2 separate regions of the Mus musculus genome follow, and region 1 is linked to region 2. A link is a contact called in public Hi-C data. All regions are on one chromosome and are shown on one strand. Each heading gives the region's core, a stretch centred on a gene start, on an enhancer-like site or on the middle of the called end of the contact. The rest is flanking DNA. Distances are from core to core; before and after follow the strand shown. Region 1 overlaps Yme1l1 (YME1-like 1 (S. cerevisiae)). Region 2 overlaps Apbb1ip (amyloid beta (A4) precursor protein-binding, family B, member 1 interacting protein).

The links. Hi-C and Micro-C count contacts between places; a contact is called where the count stands out from the background.
Region 1: a Hi-C map of CD8 T cells shows a contact between it and region 2, with 2.3 times the contacts expected there. The contact joins two enhancer-like sites. A contact is called at or near these places in 2 of 484 Hi-C or Micro-C datasets (CD8 T cells and natural killer cells) and 2 of 9 other capture datasets (adipose tissue and liver).

What each region holds. Positions count from the first base shown.
Region 1 is chr2:23,168,683-23,175,790 of GRCm38.p6, forward strand. Yme1l1 (YME1-like 1 (S. cerevisiae)) reads left to right here. Exons shown (of 19, transcript NM_013771.5): 6 at 4,274-4,424; 7 at 6,487-6,570. Among named protein-coding and RNA genes, the nearest start is that of Yme1l1, 16 kb to the left of the region's middle. Within about 2 kb of position 3,804, at least 8 of the 459 cell types and tissues checked have an H3K27ac peak or open chromatin away from gene starts, as enhancers often do. A contact at or near this core is called in CD8 T cells, where this site is marked.
Region 2 is chr2:22,860,406-22,868,070 of GRCm38.p6, forward strand. It overlaps Apbb1ip (amyloid beta (A4) precursor protein-binding, family B, member 1 interacting protein), which reads left to right. Exons shown (of 14, transcript NM_019456.2): 11 at 6,488-6,586; 12 at 7,230-7,344. Among named protein-coding and RNA genes, the nearest start is that of Gm52503, 29 kb to the right of the region's middle. Within about 2 kb of position 2,161, at least 7 of the 459 cell types and tissues checked have an H3K27ac peak or open chromatin away from gene starts, as enhancers often do. A contact at or near this core is called in CD8 T cells, where this site is marked.

The sequences.
Region 1 (7,108 bases), core at 2,554-5,053, 310 kb after region 2:
TTTTTTTAAATATAACCTACTTAGTCCAGTTGGTGCTGCTCATATATGCATCTGTGTGGGGTTATTCACTGTAGCATGGATATTCTACCACATCCTTATAAAAAGATACGCAGTAAGTGGTAGCCCTGGAAATTCTCCACCACAACTATGTCAGAATTTTGGTTGGCTTGATCTTGTGCAGGTAACCTGTTGCTGTGAGTTCATGAAGGTTATAACTGCATCATGCCTAGAAGACAGTATTCACAGCATTCCTTCCTGTGCGATAGCTCTTAAATTCTTCCTGCATCTTCCTTCATATTCCCTGAGTCTTGCTGGAGAGAGGTATTTGATATAGATGTCCTGTTTAGGGCTGAACACTCACTCATTCTCTTATTTTTAGTACCTTTACTAGTTTTGTATCTTTTCATTGGCTGCTGCACAGTGAAAAAAGAAGCTGTCTGACCAAGGTTGAAAGCAGGCCAGTTCTACGGTTATAAACATAAATATTTAGAAGGCACTTGAAAGCATTACCAGTTGGTAAAAATATAAATAGCAGATTTTACCCTAGAATCTATGACCATGGGCTTTTTGAAGAGGATTACAGTGCCAGGCATGGACTTCCCTTCAGTGGAACAGTCTCCTCTCCTCTCCTCTCAGGAAGAGGTTAGGTGCCTTAGTAACAGTCATGTCTATTGTACCAATAGGCTTTTCTTGCTTGACTGATCAGTATTGGAGCATGCAGGGTGTACAGCTGGTTAAGATCATTGATAGTTTTCTCTCCCAGAAACCTGCATTGTACCTTCCAACACCATGAAAGCTAGCACGCAGGAAGGAAGGTTCTCAGTTTGAGATTGATTTTCTATGGACTGATAACCAACATGTGTGGTATCTATAGCAATTGAGGTTTACTGTGTAACAAGGATAATGGCAGTAGCCTGTGTTGTTTTGATGATCCCTAGGGCTTCCCTGATCAGTGACATGTAGAGAAGTCTCTCATTCCTTGTTTTATGACTTAATTGCTTATATATTTTGAGAAACACATTGTCTATCTGTGCAAGATAATTTCATTTGAACTATTTTTTAAGTTTTATTTTGAAATTAGCGTACCATTGGCTTGTATAAGGCTTTTGTCTACATCCTTAGTTTTGGTTAACCCCCATCTACCTGCCTATATCTGCTTAAGCTTTAGCCTCCACTTCTCTCCCCTCTTCTTTGACTTCACAAGTGTCCTATTGTACCTTCACATATTTTTAAATTGGGGTGTGAGATACAGCTTTTCATGTACTTATATTTTTAATAAGCGTTAGCTTTCCTTCCAATCCAAGTTTCCCCCATACCCATTAAAGCCTTTCTTTCCAAAAGATTTACTTATTTATTATATGTAAGTACACTGTAGCTGTCTTCAGATGCTCCAGATGAGGGTGTCAGATCTCATTATGAATGGTTGTTCTCTCTGGCTCCGTTTGCTCCAGCCCAAAGATCGATCGATCGATCTATCTATCTATCTATCTATCTATCTATCTATCTATCTATTATATGTAAGTACGCTATAGCTGTCTTCAGACACTCTAGAAGAGGGGGTCAGATCTCATTACTGATGGTTGTGAGCCACCATGTGGTTGCTGGGATTTGAACTCAGGACCTTCAGAAGAGGAGCCAGTGCTCTTAACCGCTGAGCCATCTCTCTAGCCCCATTAAAGTTTTTCTGCAGCTAATATTCCACCTCTCTCATTTTGGCTATAATATTACTCTTCTTTAAGATGTGGATGTTGTTCTTCTACATCTCCCTTCCTCCCAAAAGGCCACTATCTAGTTTCTTTGTTTTCCACTTAGGCTCCAAGTTAAATACACAAAACAAAAAAATTGAAGCTAGAATCTACATGTAAGAGAGATCATTCCATTTGTTTTTCTGAGCCTGTTACCTTAGTATAATTCCCCTCCCCCCCATTTCATACATTTACCTACATATTTAAATTTTTTTTACAGCTGAATAACAGTTCCTTGGGTATATGCATCCTTCCTTCTCTCCCCCTCCCCCTCTCCCTTCCCCTCCCCCTCCCCCTCCCTCTTTCTCCCCCTACCCCAGTCCCTCTCTGAGACATGGTTTTCCTACATAGCCCTGACTAACCTGGAATTCACTATGTAGACTAGGCTGGTCTCTAACTCAGAAGAGATTCATCTGACTGTGCTTCCTAAGTGCTGGGATTAAAGGTGTGTAGCACCATGACCAGTTCATGTTTTTCCTATCCATCCATTACCATGTAGGTTGATTGCACTTCCTTACTATTAAAAGTAGAATAGTAATGTGTACGTCTCTGTAGTAGCATATAAAGTCTATTAGGTGTCTGCCCGTGGTATAGCTTAGCTATGTGGCTGTTCTATTTTCAGTTTTTGAGAAGTCTCTGGATTCCAGAGTGGCTGTACTAGTTTATACTTTGACCAACAGTGTATAAGGGGTTCCCTTCCCAAACACCTGTACCAACATTTGTTTTTTATCTGTGTTCCTCAAGTCTTAGTTTTAATTTTCTTTTTCTTTAAGGCTAAATATGCCAAACACTTTCTAAAGTGTTCATTAGCCATTTATATATCCTTTTGAGAATTTCCTGTACAGTTCTGCTCAGTTTTTAACTGGGTGCTTATTTTCTTGACGGTTAGTATTTTGTGTTCTTTCGTATGTTCTAGACACAAACTCTGCCACATGTGTTGCTGGTAGGTATATCCTATTCTATGGACTTTGTCTTCACTTGCTTGTTAGTCTCCTTTGCTGCACTGAAATGTTTTGAGATCCTATTTGTTTATTATTCTTACTTCTTATGCTACTGAAGTCTTATTCAGAACCGTGAGTATGTCTGCTGATAAGTAGAAGCCTTATTCCTCATTTCTTTCTTAAAGTTTCAGGGTATTGGGTCTTCCAGTTTTTGATCCATTTGGGCTTGAATTATGTTCACATTAGAAATAGAAATTATTTATTTATTTTTTTTTTGCTTTTTAGAGTCCAGATTTCCCAGTACTGTTTGTTGAAAGAGCCATCCTTTCTTCAGTGTACACTCATAAGTAACTTTGGTGGGAAAGTGGTGGTCCTAGGCATTGAACCTAGGCTTTATATATTCTAGCCAAATGATCTGCTGCTGATCGACACCACTAATCTGTAATGCTTCTCTTACTTGCAGTCTGCAGCCCAGGTTGTTCTAAACCTTACCATGTAGCCTAGTTTGGCCTCAAACTCAAGACAGAACTGTTTCAGGTTCTCAAAGCTGGGATTACAAGTGTGAGCCACTTTGCCCAGCTAACATTTCTTAAAATTTTCCCTTCCTCTTTGTTGCACTGCCATTCATAGACAAGTATAACATTTTATTGTTTGGATTACTCCACTGAGTACTCGTTTAATCCTTTGTTTCTACTCTTGCTACTTTAGTCTTGCCTCCAAACTTGTATCATCATTGCTTTTTATTAATTGCATTGCTCCGCTTTATTACTCAACATAGCCTTACATAACACAGTGCTTTATTGTACTTTATTTACCATTTTTCTGTTCTCATCTTGAATATGGTTATTAAATGCCCTTATCTCTTCTTGGCATTATGCTTACCAGGTTATTTACAGTTTTTGGACATTATTTCATATTGTTCTTTCAAATTGTTTGCTCATGATGTCTGTTTCCTGTGTACATATTTGTGTGTGTGTCTGTGACAGTTTTCTTCAACCCAGAGTGGCCTTGAACTTAATCCATCCTCTTAAGTCCTAAGATTACAGACGTGTGACATGATGCCTTTGACTATATGACTTTCAGGGGAGGGGCGAGGAAGTTGGAGAGATGGTTTCATGTAGCACATGACTCTGTGTACTAAGGGCTACCTTTCACTTTCAGTTCTCCTGCTTTTACCTCTCATGTGCTGGCATTGCATACTCTTGCTGCCAAGTTCAGTTTATGTGGTTCTGTGGATGAACCTGAAGGCCTCATGTATGCTCAGCAACACTGTTAACTAATCCACATCTCCAAACACTGTCAACTAATCTACATCTCCAACCGTGTGGTTTTGATCCCATTCTCTTGATGTTTTGGTTACAAGCCTTGCCTTTAACAGCTGAGCCATCTCTCTAGCCCCAGTAAGAAATTCTGTTTTCCATAGCTAGCAGTCATTATATTGCCGTACATATTGCTTCTAGCAGAATATCAAAATTATTTGTAAAGTATGCCTATTTGTTTAATTTTGTCCAGTAGATTGAAAATCTCCAGACACTGCATCATTTCTTCGTATCTTTCTGACACTGTTTTATTTTCTTACATTTTTAGGGGTTTCTTTTGCGGGACAGAGGAACAGATCTTGAGAGTTTGGACAAACTTATGAAAACTAAAAACATACCTGAAGCTCACCAAGATGCATTTAAAACTGGTTTTGCAGAGGGTTTTCTCAAAGCTCAAGCTCTTACACAGAAGACCAATGGTATGATGAATAGGAAGGAGAGTTGGAAAGATGCTTAGTCCTCTCCTTAAAGTGTTAACAAAAACTTTTCTTAATTGTAAAAGTTATCACAGTGTGTGATGCGAGTGAAGGTGCTGCTGTGCCACAGCACAGGTGTGGAGACCCCATGACTTTGAATGTCAGCTCTTTCCTTCTGCTTTCCTTCCTTCCTTCCTCTGGATTCTAGCACTTCTAACTCAGGTCGCAAGGCTTGCAAGGCCAGCTTTTACCTGCCGAACAATCTTACTGTGCTGTAGAAACTTAAGAAAATCAGTTTCAATATTGGTTATGATCCACCATAAAACTTAAGTTTTCCTAAGCTGTATGGGAATGGAAATAAAAATAAAGGGTAGGAATTGTGCCTTGATAAATACAGGGTTCTTAGAGAATGTTCTGGTAGCTGTCTAGTTTTTGACAAAAGTAATGATGTGCATTAGAAAAAAAGATAACCTCTCAACTAGTGGTGCTGGGAGAAATGGATAGCCACATGTAGATTAATGAAATTAGATCCTTGCCTTTCACTTTATATAAACATTAAAATGGAACGAAGACCTTAATGCAAGATTTAAAACTCAAACTTCTGGAATAAAACACAAGTATAACACTTTAATATACAAGCATAGGAAAGGATTTTCCAAGATGAACTCCAGCAATTTGTGACACATGGGAGTATATGAAATTAAAAAGCTTGCACACAGCAAAAGAAATCAGGAACATAAAGTAACATTTTCTATAATAGAAGAAAAAACTCTGCCAACATGATGAGATTAATGTCTAGAATCTATGAATAATTGTTCAATTTTTATTCACCATAAAACTCAATCATCTGATCCGTAAATGGTTAAATGAATTGGACAGTTCTCAAAAGAGAACTACAAATGGCCAGTAAGTCTATGAAAAAAGTTCCAAATTCCTCAGCCATTATGGAAATTCAAATTCAAACTCTTCTAGATTATCTCCAGTCAGAACAACTGAGATTATCTCCAGTCAGAACAACCACTAATCAGAGTATCAGAGGAACCTTTATACTCTGCTGATGACAGGATACCTATCTGGTGGAGCCCTTAAGAACAACATGAAGATTCCCCAGGAAACTGAAAAGTGAACTGAATATAACAGTTATATTTACCATTTTTGAAATTGTAAACAAAGGAATCTTAAGCATGGCATAGAGGTTTGTACATTGGTGCTTACTTAACTGTAGGGATGGTAGCCAAGAGATCAGAGCCAGCCCAAATACCCATCAACAGAAAATGTATGAAAATGTGGTATTTACATATAGTGAGATTTTATTATTCAGCTATCCGGAAGTATGAAATGTCACTTGCAAGAAAATGGATGGATTTGGCTATTACTATCTTAAATATAAAAGCCAGATTCTGATAAGTGTTGTATGTTTATTTTAATGCAGAATCTCTGTGAGGATTTGTGCATATGTGCACATTTGTTTGTTTTCTAAGTTGGAGGGATCGGGCTTTAAAGGGAACAGGAGGGGCAAAAATTGCAGTATTTTTGCATGTAGAATCGAAGGTAAACTGTATGAGATACATGTATACGAATAATATGAAAGTAGGACAACTGTTGTAGGGGAAGGAAGGTGACCAGCAAAGAGAAAACACAAACACACATAAACACACACATACACATGCATAAACCCAGACACACACACCAAGAAATACAATGAAAACCTTAGTCAGTGTGCTAACTGAAGATTGTCTCATACCCAGATTAAGCCCTCATATAAATTATACCAGATACAACTGTACAAATACTGGTTTTCTTGCTAACAAGTTTACTTCATAAATGCATGTTAGTTGGTGGTCAGGGCAAGGTGGGTGGTAAAAATACACTTTCAACTTTTCTATAAACCTAAACTTTAAAAACAATTTTTTGTTGTTCTCCTGAGGATTCAACGTAGGGCTTCAGGCATGATAAATATTCCACCAGTGACAATATTCTCATCTTAAAGTCTTAACTAATGCTTGGCCATAAAGGTGTTATATTTCATTGTTGTCATTTAATTCAAGTCCTTTTCCTCTTTCAGATTCCTTAAGGCGAACTCGTCTGATCCTCTTTGTTTTGCTCCTGTTTGGCATTTATGGACTCTTAAAAAATCCGTTTTTATCTGGTAAAGACTTTCATATATCTGAGTTAATTTATTTCCTCCTTAAACATCTGGCTTTTATATTTTTTACAATTGTAACAAATAATTTTACTTACTATCATACCAAAATTTTCTTTTGTTGAACTTAGAGTTATTGTTAATGGGGAAGAATATTTGAGAAGTGAGGTTCATTTAGTTTGACTTTAAAAAAATTAGTATACCATTTGTTTATGCTGGGTTTAAAGTAATATTTTCAAAATTCTACTTCTGTGGCTAGTTATATCAGAATAATAAGTTATTAAATGAATAATTTTTTCCTTTTTTTAAGACTTATTTATTTTATGTATATGAATACACTGTAGCTGTACAGATGGTTGTGAGCCACCTTGTGGTTGCTAGGATTTGAACTCAGGACCTTCAGAAGAGTACTCAGTGCTCTTAACCACCTAGCCATCTCTCAAGCCGTTAAATGAATAATTTTAAAATTAAAACTATTGTAGTTTTTAAAAATGATGTCTTCTAAGCATTCATTAATATGTCCCTCATAAGATTATTATTCACA
Region 2 (7,665 bases), core at 911-3,410:
GATACTTTTCAATCAGATTTCAGATTGTCAGCGATGGTACAGGCCAGAATGGTTGCCAACAACCTGGGAGCTTCCCTTATTCTCATAGACTGACTCCAGTGAAACTGAATCCCTGACTCTGTGCAGAAAGGATTTTAGGATGAGCCTGTTTGAAGTAGAGTGGGAGTTTATTTGAGCACACAGGTTGATAGAAAGAGGGTCGCTGTGGGCTTTTCAAGGAAGAAACGCTTCCATTTGAGTGACCTTCATGTTATACCTTAAGCATTGATAAGAAATGTTTTCTATCTTCTTTTCAGTAAACCAGAGTATAGCATAGCTCCAAAGGTATCTTGAGAGGGGATTAAAATCTGATAAGACCAAAACATCAGCCACAGAGTTTCACAAAGCAGTTAAAAACTGTCTTTTAATATAAATCGTATTTCTGCTGTGATCCATAGAAAACATTAGGTTTGCAGCTGGGAACAAAGAAAAGCCTTGGATATACTTGAGTGGGATTCTCACCATATTGCTGCTCTCTGTGAGAATTCATATCCTAGCCACAGTTCCAGCTACTGGGTATGCAAAATATCCCCAGGCTGCAGTAATGATCTCACCTTTGGACAGCAGCAGTGACTGCAAATCTAAGGACACCTCGGCCACCACCTTCTAGACACTGACCCGACCTCCTCTCCATCCTCAGCAATCTCTCCCCAAATTAATGACCTCATCATCTCCACATTAGTCTTCCACTCACTTCTTCCCTAACACATTACCAATTGGCTTAAAGATAGTCGAAATTTAGTGCTCTTGCATTTTAAAATCAGAATTGGGGGAAGAGAGCTTGCTATGCAAGCTTCAGTTCAGTGTCTGGAACCATAGTGGCAGGAGGGAACTGACTCCCAGAAGTTGTCCTCTGACCTACACACACACACACACACACACACACACACACACACACACATACATACACACTCAGGACTAGAGCCCCGCATAGTGACTTCCAACACTAAGGAGTCCCAGTCAAGGCTCTCCTGGGTAGCATGAGATCATGTCTTAAAAAGGAACAAAGAAAAAAAGCTGAGTTACTTCCTGAAAAGTCTGGAGCCATCTGTTCTATGCCTTTCCCCAGGATTCTGGAAGTTTCCAACAGCCCTCGAATTCCTTGTCTTGAAGCTACATGACACTAGTCCCCTTGTTCATCAGCGCACGGTCATCATTGTCACTGTGTGTGCCTGCATCTATTTCTCTTCATCTTCTTGTAAGGAAGGAGAGTCATAGGATTTAGGACATATACCAGTTCAATATAACTTCATCTTAACCTGACATCTACAAACTTGCTTCATACACAGTGAGGTGGCATTTACTTTTCAGCGGACACAGATCTGTAATAGCCACGTGCTTTACCAAGCTCTGAACAGAGAGATCAGCCTCAGATCCCTTCATCTTCCAATCCTTGAAGCAGCAGTCCTGATTTTCTATCAGCGTCTTCCTTACTCCTTCCTTTGTCTGGTCATCCTTAAGTTCATCATCTAGGTCAACCTCAGCATCATTGCAGTTTTAAAATATCAGTAACACCAGAGCCTAGAAACAGTCCTGCCTCAGCTCCTTTCCACCTTAGATTCTGCCTCTTTCCAAACCTTCCATGGAATTTATTGACATTCTCCAAACATTCTAACACTCATTCAATATGATTTTTCAGTCTTTTTCAAACTTTTATTATGAAATCACAGAATAACCACACTTTTGTTGGCATTTGTCTCTGCGTTCCATCTTTTTACATGCCTGGGGGTTATATTGTCAACTCCCAGGGCTTAAACAAAAGAGGATTTTATTCTAATTTTTATCCTGATGTTACCTTTACCCCAAGTCAAGTTGTTTAACCTTGTCTGATGCTCTCTTTCCTCATTTGTGAGTTTAGAGGACATTAGGATCCCCTTTAGCAAGAATGTTCTGCAATGGCCTTGACATTACACACTCAGAGCTTCTATTATTCAAGATCAGAGACAAGGATCACGAGGAAGATTCCAGCTGGTTGGCATTGATTTTGTGTTTTCTTTAAGCCCTTTTGTAAGTAATTTCTCAATCAAAGGCTGAGTTATACAGAAGTAAGTAAGGTGAGGTGACCAAGGCTAGCATTGTGACAGGCTCTGAGACTTTGTCACAGAGCCCGAAGAACCTCTGAAGTGTGAACTTGGTGTCAACCAGATAGCTCACCTCAGAACCACGAAGTTAGAGGATTGGAAGAAATGTAGTGGCCCTTTATTTTATATTAAAAGCCACCTGATTTCTGGGTACAACCACGTTTTCCTGTAGTTAGGTGAATAACATACTTAAATAGTTCACTGTGCTTCTTAAGTGGAGTGGACACCTCGACACAAATAACTGGTGCACTTTGCACAGTTTGCTTGACTCCTATGATATGCACAAAACCCAAAAAATGGAATATTTAATATTAAGAGTAAACTAAAGGTAACAATATCAAATTTCTAAATATCTCTGAAGGAAAAATTAGACACTTTCTTCTTCGTGATTTTACTGATTTTTACATGTCTGTAGTATCTATGTAAATGTATGTGTATACATGTGTGCAAGTACACACAAATAGAGGTCAGAAGAGGACATCTGACATCTTCTTCTAAGACTCTATGTCTATTGCATTAAAACAGGGTCTCTTCCTAAACCTGAACCTCAGTTCTCAGTTAGGTAGAAGCCAGTAAACCCCACCCGACTCGGAGCTGGAATACCCAGCTTGTTATGGGGGTGCTGGGATCCAAACACTGGTAGTTTTCATGACTGAAGAGCAAACCCTATCAGTTGTTGAGCCATTCCCTCGAGCTCACCCTGTGCTTTCATAGGAAGAATTTAAATATTAATTACTGGCCAATGTCCTGCTCACATGTTAGTCAGAGCAGAGACTCTGTTGTAAGTCGGGCATCTGAGGTCCTGGTACTGAACGGTGAGCCCTTGATTTGGTTTTGCAGATTTCTTTGTTGAGGATGCTGCAGACATCTACAGAACGTCACATTCTAGCTACCAAGTGCCTGATTCACACTTGAACACTCTGACGTTTAGGTTACTCAATGCTATTGGACCACACTACTTGGTTTGATTGATGTTTCCAATGTCAAGATCCCCTTTAGAACGTGATTATTGGCGTAAGGTTTACAGTACTGAAATCTGAGAACTTCTTTTTTTTTTTTTTTTGTTATCACCTGATTCCTTTTTATTTTATTTTTTTAAATTTTTTATTAGATATTTTCTTCATTTACATTTCAAATGCTATCCCAAAAGTCCCCTATACCCTCCCCCAGCCCTGCTCCCCTACCCACCCACTCCCACTTCTTGGCCCTGGCATTCCCCTGTACTGGGGCATATAAAGTTCCCAATACCAAGGGGCCTTTCTTCCCAATGATGGCCGACTAGACCATCTTCTGCTACATATGCAGCTAGAGACACGAGCTCTGGGGGTACTGGTTAGTTCGTGTTGTTGTTCCACCTATAGGGTTGCAGACCCCTTCAGCTCCTTGGGTACTTTCTCTAGCTCCTCCATTGGGGGCTCTGTGTTCCATCCTGTAGAGCATCCACTTCTGTATTTGCTAGGCACTGGCATAGCCTCACAGGAGATATATCAGGGCCCTTTCAGCAAAATCTTGCTTGCATATGCAGTAGTGTCTGCATTTGGTGGCTGATTATGGGGCAGTCTCTAGATGGTCCATCCCTTCGTCTTAGCTCCAAACTTTGTCTCTACAATTCCTTCCATGGACATTTTATTCCCTATTCTAGGGAGGAATGAAGTATCCACCCATTGGTCTTCCTTCTTCTTGATTTTCTTGTGTTTTGTAAATTGTATCTTGGGTATTCTAGGTTTCTGGGCTAATATCATGACAAGTATCAGTGAGTGCATATCAAATGACTTCTTTTGTGATTGGGTTACCTCACTCAGGATGATATCCTCCAGATACACCCATTTGCCCAAGAATTTCATAAATTCATTGTTTTTAATAGTTGAGTAGTACTCCAAAGTGTAAATGTACCACATTTTCTGGATCCATTCCTCTGTTGAGGGACATTTGGGTTCTTTCCAGCTCTGGCTATTATAAATAAGGCTGCTATATGTATCAAAAGATGGCCTAGTCGGCCATCACTGGAAAGAGAGGCACATTGGACTTGCAAACTTTATATGCCCCAGTACAGGGGAATGCCAGGGCCAAAAAGGGGGAGTGGGAGGGTAGGGGAGTGGGGGGTGGGGGGTAATGGGGGACTTTTGGGATAGCATTGGAAATGTAAATGAGGAAAATACCTAATTAAAAATTTAAATAAATAAATAGATAGATAAGGCTGCTTTGAACATAGTGGAGCATGTGTCCTTATTACCAGTTGGAACATCTTCTGGGTATATGCCCAGGAGAGGAACAACACAGTGTGGGGCAGCCATCCAAAAGTGTTTGCCGCCATCTCCTGGCGCAACTGGAGAACTACAGCAACAGTCTGCATACTGGTTGGCGTCGTCAGGAAAGAGGAATCTAAGAGGGACAATCAAGGAACTAGCTGGCTTCCAGGCCAGGCTGATGCAAATTCCGAGTCAGTAAAGGAAGCAATCCAATTAAAAGGGTCAACTTTTCTCAGTTGCTAGAAAAGACCACAGACAGGAATCCTTTACATTTTCTGTTGTTTTATTCCTGTAGTATCTTTAAAATACAGTGCTGTCTTCAATGACTCAATATAAACTCAGAAATTCTAGTGGATAAAGAAATAAACAGGAAGCTCTCCAAATATCAATTTTTATCATTTTTAAACACAGAAATAAATAAATTTAGAAATAACTAAAGCCCTTGCAGACTATGTGTCTTGCAGAGGATCGATGTGGGACACAACAAGCACAAAGCTTGCAGGGAAACCACACCATATGCTCTCCCTCATATTCCAGCATATTAAAGGCATAGCTCAAAAGCTCAGATCACCTTTGACGATTAACTACTTTCCTAAAGGTCAGTGAGTTTGCTCAATGCAAGTGGAAGCTCTATGAAGCACCGTAGAGAGGGATTGTGGCTTCAGCCCGTTTCTGCCAATGGAAGCCTCCTAGATCTCCTGATAGCTCTGATCTTTAGTGCCACTAGTTTATGCTCAGACTAGCAAGGCCAACCTGAGCTTCATAAGGCTGCTCTAAGGAAACACAAACACATACACGCACACACACGCACGTGCATACACACACACACAAAAACAGTTGTTTTAGTTGGTATTTTTTTATACAATAAAATGTAATCGAAGTTACAATGGCCCATGAAAATTGACATCACACACATTTCAGATCCTAGGTTTGGTTACCAGCCTCTGACCCAATGACTTCAACTTTTCTGATATAAGAGTAAATACTATGCTTATTTATATATTTAAAAAATTATTTTGACACCCAGATTAAGGTTCTACTACATGCCAGGCATGTGCTAAGCACCAGGGATCTTCCAAAAAAAATAATACAGGCAAAGTTCCCATCTGATAGAGAGCTGAATATGTAAAAGCCAAACAGAAACAAAAGCTACAGGGACTAGAGAATCCAGAAACAGAGTTGCAATCTTTTTGTGTCTGCCACATCAGTGTTCTCTTGTAAACTCCTGGGGGCCTATATAACCCCTGTACACACACTGTTGATGGCCACTTAAGGACAGATAGAAACACTCTGAATGCCATCATGCCTGCAGAGGATGTGCCCAAGTGGATGTGAAACCACCATTAGGAAAGAGCGATAGATCATTGCAAAACTCTGTATTCTTGTTGAAAGAAATGACACCTGGACTAAATTTTGGCACAAATAAAACTAATTTTATAAGCACCAGTTTTGTAACGTAAAATGCCTACTAGGTAAGCCCCTTATATGATAGAGAGGCAACCTGATTTCCAATGAGGAACAGACATATAAAATATATAACGGATTTCAGCATTTAGAAGGGAGAAATACAATTATTACTGACATATAAGAAGTCCTTATGGTTAAAGCATATAACAGGCTCCTTAAATCTGATCAGAGTTGGGCCTCTTTCTTAATAGTGCTGGGGGGTGAACCCAGGGCCTCACAGATGATAGGCAAGTATGCTGCCACTGAACTATACACCCAGCCTTTTCAGTACCTTTTACTTTTGAGGTAGGGTCTCATTACATTTCTCAAGCAGATCTCAACCTGGTGGTCCTCCTATCTCAGACACCTCTCTAGTAGCTGAGGTTGCAGACTTGTGCTGTGGGGCTGCCAGTTTAGCAGTTCTTAAAAGCTGGGTATGCTAACATGTGATCTCAGCTATCAGGAAGACTAAATTGGAAAATCATGAGTTCAAGGCCATCCTGGGCTTCATAATGACACCTCGGCTCTTCCTGATCCTAAAACTGCCTTTGCCACCATCTCAGTAAATCATATATATTGTCATAGTTTTTCTTTGAGTTTTTTTTTCAAACAGTGGTTTGGGCTCTTAATAAATTGCATCTATTAATTGTCTTCAAAACTGCTTCTTTGTAGCATCCTCAAATTCAGAAGGAATCTCAATATATCAAGTATCTCTGCTGTGATGACGCAAGAACTCTCAGTCAATGGGTAATGGGAATAAGGATCGCCAAGGTGAGTATGTGCTCACCTTCATGTGTTCTTGGGCCAGCCAAGAAGCTTGTTAACTAAGGCCAACGTTTCAGCATTTCTGGGTACAGATGTTATCTCGTCTATTTGTTCTTGATTTCTTTCTACCCATCAGTAAGTGGAGTCATTCACTTACTGCCATACAAGCACACACCTGTCCTCTGGCAAGAGAATCAGAGTTGACTTTAAAAAAAAAAAACAACTGTTCATATTCACAGGGAGAATTGCAAACACAGGTGTGCAGATAAGAAACTCGAGACCAGGCCAAAGGTCTGTGCCTTAATGGTAAAGCACTTGCCTAGCATGTGTGGGGTCCTGAGTTCCATCTCACCATAGAAAGTGGAGAGAGCAAACGAAGCCGATTAACTCAACAGTTACATGATCAGAATTTTGTGATTGGCATTTTGTGGCTATCCCTGTCCTCTAGTGTGTAGATGGGAGAATTTGCTAATTTTGCTAATCTAGAGAATTATTTAACATTTGAAAGAGCAATCAATGAAATATACCCCCAAAATGCAACTTGGATGAGAATAATGGCACCTTTTTTTCTTCCAATATGTATCTTGCAGTTGAGTGCAAAATTTAAATAAATGGATTCCTTCTTTTCTTCTCTGTATTCCCTCCTTAGTATGGGAAGACTCTCTATGATAACTATCAGCGGGCTGTGGCAAGAGCTGGACTTGCCTCTCGGTGGACAAACCTGGGGACTGTTGGTACACCGATGCCAGCTCAGCCTTCTACAGGTAAAAGCAGAGAAAACACTCATGTTCACACATCAACAAAACCGGAGCCTAGCTCCAGTCTCCAGGTTACACCCAAACAAGACCAGTGTCTCCAAGTTATTCCTCCAACAAACCTGCACCCCCAGGTTACAAGCCCTCCCCCTGCCTAATGACCACCAATACAGAGTGAAGCAGAAATTAAGTTTATGATATACTCGCAGCACCAGCCAATTATGTTAAAGGCCATAGTAACTTTCCAGTTAGATGCTTGCACACTCACTTATAGCCTTCTATAAAGTCTTGTCTGGTAGATCATCCGTGCTCCTTCTCCACCAAACCATC